Linked DNA regions of Gossypium hirsutum: region 2 is linked to region 1. The links are chromatin contacts, called in public Hi-C maps. All regions are on one chromosome and are shown on one strand. Each heading gives the region's core, a stretch centred on a gene start, on an enhancer-like site or on the middle of the called end of the contact. The rest is flanking DNA. Distances are from core to core; before and after follow the strand shown.

Evidence for each region. Hi-C and Micro-C count contacts between places; a contact is called where the count stands out from the background.
Region 2: a contact with region 1 is called in a Hi-C map of leaf, with 2.6 times the contacts expected there. The contact joins two enhancer-like sites. A contact is called at or near these places in 6 of 34 Hi-C or Micro-C datasets (hypocotyl, leaf and petal).

The regions. Positions count from the first base shown.
Region 1 is chrA12:28,575,983-28,579,627 of Gossypium_hirsutum_v2.1, forward strand. No RefSeq gene overlaps it. Among protein-coding and RNA genes, the nearest start is that of LOC121211797, 39 kb to the right of the region's middle. Within about 2 kb of position 1,314, at least 7 of the 9 cell types and tissues checked have an H3K27ac peak or open chromatin away from gene starts, as enhancers often do. A contact at or near this core is called in leaf, where this site is marked.
Region 2 is chrA12:28,682,974-28,686,287 of Gossypium_hirsutum_v2.1, forward strand. No RefSeq gene overlaps it. Among protein-coding and RNA genes, the nearest start is that of LOC121211797, 68 kb to the left of the region's middle. Within about 2 kb of position 1,663, at least 2 of the 9 cell types and tissues checked have an H3K27ac peak or open chromatin away from gene starts, as enhancers often do. A contact at or near this core is called in leaf, where this site is marked.

The DNA of each region.
Region 1 (3,645 bases), core at 64-2,563:
TTTTTTCCCTACTCTCAAATCGGTAGTGAATAAATTCTTCATCTATGAAATTTCAGTTTTCTATTCTTAACGGTTGTTCTTGCCAACAATATATTTTTTATTACAATAGTCTTCAATCTGTAAGGTTATCCTCTAGCATACTTAATGGAGCAAAAATATGGCTAAAATAATTCTAAATTGACTAAAAACAATCCCAAAACTCAGTTTATATATGTACGAGAGCGAGATAAGAAAAAATCTCAAAAATAATTCTAATTATTTGGTGATCGAAAATCAATCAAATAATTTTATAAAATCCCTAAGCCTAATTTAGAAAAGTTTTGGTAAGTCAATATATAGGGGAGAAGTTGAGAAATAATTAAAATTTTTAAATACAATTAAATAAACTTATCAATATTTATTTATAAGTATTCAATTACTTTATTATTTTAGTCATTTATGAGCTGGTTTAATCTTGTTTATTAATAGCGAATAAAACTAATACATCGACTGTGCATTAAACATTATATGTTATATTAATTATAGTATGAAGAAATATGTTTAAATTATTTGCATAATTAGAGGAAAAAAGAATAGAAGAAAAACAACAAATTCCATCAATAAAAGCATTCATGTAAGTACATAACTTCCCTTTAAATTTTAAACACATATTTTTTTTTGGTGAGTAGAGCAAAATAAACAATTAGTTACATGGATACATTCTGAAATAAAAATTTTTAGCTCTATCTATTTCTAGGATTACTTGAAAATTCCTAGTAAGAAAATCAAGTATCTGCAAGTCATTTGGTCTATCTGTTTTTAGGATTACTTGAAAATTCCTAGTAAGAAAATCAAGTATCTACAAGTCTTTCTTTCTTCCGAAAGTCAATTTGGCTAAAGCATCTGCAGCATGGTTGTGTTCCCTAAGTATATGTTTTAAAAGTCATTGATCTTCATGAGACAAAAGCATTGGATCCTCCTGATTAAAGCAAAATTCGAAATAATCGATACACTATCTTGAACCTCTCTAATTGCCTCCAAACTATCAAATTAGATTATCACCCTATAATGTTTTCTTCATTGGACGAGATTGAGGCCATTCAAAATACTTAATAATTCAACGTAAAAAACTGAACATTTCCCCAAATGTCAGTTATATCTAAAAATCTAATCCCCATTTTCATCCCGCACAACACCCCTAGCATTAGAAAGACCAGAACCCATCAAAACGTCCGATTAAAATGGGTGGTAACGCCTTTAGGAAGGCTAGTATGCGTGATTACTCCACTAACAAACTGATTGAAGTTGGGAGTCAATGTCCTGGGCCATTGGATTATGCCCTATATCATTACACTTGTTGTTTGGGTTTGTCACAACAGCAGCGGCTTGTACCAAAGACCCCTGTCCAACACCGGTTGCTGGCAAATAATTTTTAGATGGGTCCGTCGCTGGTTTTCCAATCCAAACTGCCTTTGAAATATCTCACTCAACTCTTGAAACTTTATTTGATCCGTTAGGCCTGTATTAGCCTGGCTTGCTAAAGGTGCCGCGACTTACCTGATGAAAGCCTCCACTGAGGTAGACATTTCTTTATAACCAAATCTTCTTGAGCAAAGTTTTCCAAAATTTCCTTTCCCTTATTTTTGGATCTCGTCGACCTATCCTTTTCCAAAGCAGTATCATCATCTTCCTCTTCAATCTAGGTCAATGCCTTAAATCGGGATCCCGAGAAATCCTCTCCTAGTCTATTCTTTCTAAGTTTACGAGATTCTCTTGGTTGTCTCCTGATTTTTCACTCCATTATCATCCAAGGTCCAAATGGCCCTTCATCCACCACAGTACCAGCATCCGCCATAGTCATATCTGCCATTAAATCTTTTCCGACCGGATTAGTCACAACCTCTTTCGCCCATGTACAAGCTTCCTTAAAATGACCGTACCGCCCACAAGAGAAACAAACCACCGGTAACGATTCATATTCGATGCGTTGAATATTTCCATTAATTAGGACCTGTGAAAGCAAAGGTTTTCCCAGATTAATGTAAACAGCCATACGAGCATATTTTCCTCTCGCTTTGCTATCCGTATTGAAATCCAATTTTGCATTCTTGCCAACCATTCCACTAATTTCCCACAGTATTCTCTTTTTGTACAAATGTCCTGGAAGACCCGGGAATTTGATCAAGGTCATTACCACATTTGGGTAAGGTTGTGCGAGATTGAACTCTGTTGTCTAGGGTTATACAGTCAGATATTGACCGTACATGATCCATGGTCCTTGGGTTAAAAGCTTCTCATAATCCTCTGAATTCTGGAATTTAACCAGGAAATATCTGTTCTTAATATCCATCAATTGGGATGACATGGAAGGCTTCCGTAATCCATAAATCTGATTTTGGAGTGCTGCAAATCCAATGTTTTGCCCCAATAACTTAAGCACCAGTGAGGTAGACATTTCTTTAATTAAAAGTTGATTAACCCGATCCAAAAACTCAATCGATGGAACTCCGTTAATAGATGACCTTTTGATATCTCCATCAAGAAAATGCAAAATCATCATCCGTTTCAAGACTGACCACTTTACTCCCCCTTTTTGATCATGCAATCTTTTACCGAAAAGCTTCTCTTTCTAGGAAAACGACGACAAAGGATTCGAATCAACAACCATCTCTGGATCCGATCTTGAATCTGTCTCTTTAAACCGCACCTTTTTAGTATTCCGATCACCAACAGAACACGAACCATCCCCATTGTCACCACAAAGAGGATTCGACATCTTCTATTTCAATTCTAAACACAAATTTCTGTTTAAAATACGTAAAACTAGTTAATTTAGGAATAATATATAATATGCCCCTGAACATATCCATTTGTATCTAGTTAGTCCTTAAATTTTTTGGATCTAATTAGTCTTTAAACTTGTATTCCGTCAACCAATTTGGTCCTTCCACACTAGAGGTGCTAACGGGCCGGGCTCAACTAAAAATTTAGGTCTATTCATTGAGCTCAGGCTGTCGGGCCCAAAATATAGGCTTAAAATTTTGCCCAAGCTCGACCCAAACAAAAATGCTAAAACCCGGGCTCGATTCGGCCCGCCCATATTAATTTTTTATATTATTTTATATAATTTTTAAATATATATAATACATAAAAAATACTAAAAAATCAAAATAAATATTTTTCAACAAATTGAAAATAAATTTTAAAAAATATGTAGACTTAAATAGCATTAAGATATATACAACTTAACAAATAAATACTTCTAAAATAATAACAAAATTAACAAATGCCTTTAAAATAATAACAAAATTAATAATAAAATAAGTTTTATATAATATTCAAACAATAACAACAAAATAGTAGCAACATAATAGTAATATGGTAGCAAAATAGGAAGAAAATAAGAAAATAACATTCAAAAACAAAAAAAGGCAGATTTTTTTGTCATTTAGTGAATTCGGGTCGGGCTGCCAAAAATACTTTACTGGAGGCCGACCCGTTTTTTAAACAGCCATTATTTTTTTATCCAAGCCCATTTTTCGGGCCTATATTTTTGTCCAAACCCTCCCACATTTCGGGCGGACCTTCGGGCCGGGCCAGGTAGCCCGACTCATAAGCAGGTCTATTCCACACTAACATTGTTAGTTTGTGATGCAATGATATTTC
Region 2 (3,314 bases), core at 413-2,912, 110 kb after region 1:
TGACCAAAATGCCCCTAACTTAAAAATATTCTATTTCACCTATTTCATGTCCATTTTTGTCCAAAAAAAATAAATGATATAATTACCATATAAGGACCTCCAATTTAAAATTTCATAACAATTGGACACCTCTAGCATGTAGAAATCAACTTTTACACTTTTTACGATTTAGTCCTTTTGACTAAATTGAGCGCCCAAACGTCAAAATTTTGAAACAAAAATTTCAAAAAATCATTTCGTGAAATCTTAGACCATAAAAATATAATAAAAATAAATTTTCTTATATCGAATTTGTGGTCTCGAAATCACTATTTCAACTAGGCCCAAAATCGAGTGTTACACTTATATTACACGTACAATAGTGACCTTACATAATAATTTTTTATTTAATTTTTAAATTTTAATAATTATTTGTAATTTCTTATTACTCTTAATCATCTCTAAGTAATTTTTTATAGTTTTATACGATTTTTTGTAATCATTTAATATTTATTTAAGAAATCACTCTAAAATGAACTTGGATAAATAATTGTCCAAATTTATTTGAATCTGGACAATCATTTATTTTGGATGTTGTTTTAATCACTTTTAATTATTTTATAATATTTTTATATTTTCTAAATAATTTTCTACAATTTTTAAATTATTTCAAAAGTCACATTCAAGATGATTCTTTGTCCTAATTCATCCTCTATATGATTTTTTAAATAATTATTATAAACTTTTATTTATTTTTAAGATTTTAAATATTTTTAAGTATTTGCTATCTTAGCATTTGTCACGTCAACATAAGGTACATGTGGTACACCACATATCATTGCTTAGTTACTCCATCGATTTTGTTTTCACTTAAAAGTAGAAATGAATGATAATTTTGACAGAAGCCCAATTTTTTAAAACATAGATGGAAATTGCAATTTTTCTAGCGTACAATGGGGTTAATTTGTTTATTTGTTAGTAGAAATAACAAAATACAATCCGACTTTTGATTTAATGGCATCATAGTACTTTTACCTCTTTTTTCTTAAACAATACTCCTCTCTGAAAGGTTGATTGTTTTGGTATTAACAAATATTTAATTTAAATTATAGTAAAAATAACTAAAAATGATAGTTAATTTTATCATCATATATGAAATAAATTTTAAATATTTTTAAGTAATTAATATAAATTTTATATATTTTTACGTAATTAATATCTTAAATTATGAGAGTACAAACTTATAATTTTAAACTTAAATGAATATTTATAAAAGCCAAAAGCTGGATTGGGTTGGTGTTTTTTTTGTTCTTTGGACAAAATAAAATTTGACTGTTCAGCATTAGGATGAGAAACTATTTTTCTTTTTCACATCCATAAGAATAATAAACAAGACCTAAATTTTTTAGTGAAAAGGATTATTTTTATACCAATTCAACGGTGACCCAATCATGCCGATATTCAAGTTTAAATATTTATCCAGACGAGAAAAAGAAAATTCGGTAATATAATGGCGTGAACAAAAATGAACCGTTCATTAAGGAATGGTAGATAAATGTGGAGAAGGTGGAGCTTTTATATTTATCATCCAAATATAAAGTGGGGGCTTGAGTTGATTCACATCGTACAATTGACGTAACCATCCATTAGCCGAAATACATATTGAATTTTGTAGAAAAACGATGGCGATAAAGTTAGTTGACAGCAGGCAGTGGCTGATGATGATCACCATTTTTGCTTAGAAATACCCCAACAGCTGTCCATCATTTTCCTTTCGGATAGAAACACAGGTAATCCAAGTCGCCTTCTTAAATGGCCCCACAAATCCGAATCTTTGAGATATTGCCTGCATTCTTCCCATGGGTGACTTGCTGCTTCTTATAGTCGGGAAAAGGGTCGCTTTCTTCTGCTTTATTTGGCGGATGGACCCACCAAGTCTCCCTCCATCTACTTCTTCTACTGCTACTATTTTTTCATGCCACTTTCATCTTAAAATTGTTGGATGATGTTAAGATCGATTATTTTTCAGATTAATATTTTAACTGATTCTCAGTTCAATTAACTGATTCATTCGGTTCAAATAAAATTGATTTAAATTTTAATTAGATTGAAGTTTGACCGTCAGATTTTTTGACTCAAACTTAATTTAGATAAAATAAATAACGTCACTCTTAAATAACTTTTTAAGTAATAAGAAATTATTAATCAGATTTAATGTTTGTTTGTTGAATATGTTGTGATTTTCTTTGTAATGTGAACATTTCTCTTTCATGAAGGCAATCCAAGCCGAATTTTGTTTGCAAATTCCTAAGAGATAAGCGCTGATCCTTCCATTTCCTTGGGTATCAGTCCAAATCAAGGGGAATTTGAAGCCAGCTGCTTTTGACCTTTTCTTTTCTGCAGATTAGCCAATGATTGTATAAAAGATTGTAACATTTCAAAGATTACAATGCCAGCATTTCTTCTTATATCATTTTATTGGTATTACTGAAATGGAAAGATCAATTTGGTTTTGGCCGGATGTCTGAAACAATTATAATATTTCATTTGTATAAACTGATAGAACTGGAACTTATCCTATTTTGCTAGGTATGATCCAAACACTATTGGTTAAGTAACCTAAACTATTATTGAATCTGATTCAAATAATTAACTAATTTCAAATAAAAAAAGTTGTTAAGTTTCTTTTTGTAGTTTTTTTTTATTTTATTTTAAGGTGTTTGGTTTAAGAAATTTCATATTTTCAAAGTAATGTAAGATTTTAGAATGACATTTTTTAGAATGACATTTACCTTTTTAAATCTTAAAAGATTATTTTGAATCAATAATATTATATTTTCAATAGTACTAAAATTATGAAATATAGGTGTAATTTTATTACCACCTCTTCCTTATGTAAGATAATATTATTGTAGTCGATTGAGTCTTAGATCGATTGACACAGGTATTATTGTCAATGCAAGAGAACGTGGGTTAAAGTGCGCTGAAAAGCATTATCTTCCTATTTATAAGTTAAGGAGTGACTATGAGTAATTCTAGGTATAGTGCCAAAAAGTGCAAATATAATCAGAACGTATAATAAAATTGTTAAAAAATAATACTATTCTTACAGAACGCTATTTTTTTTTATCAATTTTACCTTTCAATTTTATTATCATTTTACCCGTAATCATAGTTTATCCTTGCAATCTAAATATTTTTATTATTGATCCCTTAATTAATATATTCAATATAATTATTTTTAAGTTAGGATTTGAATTTGAATTTGAATTTGAGAATTTGTAACTCATTACCACTTTTTCTGATGTTTTAAGAATAAGGCTGATGGTTGAATG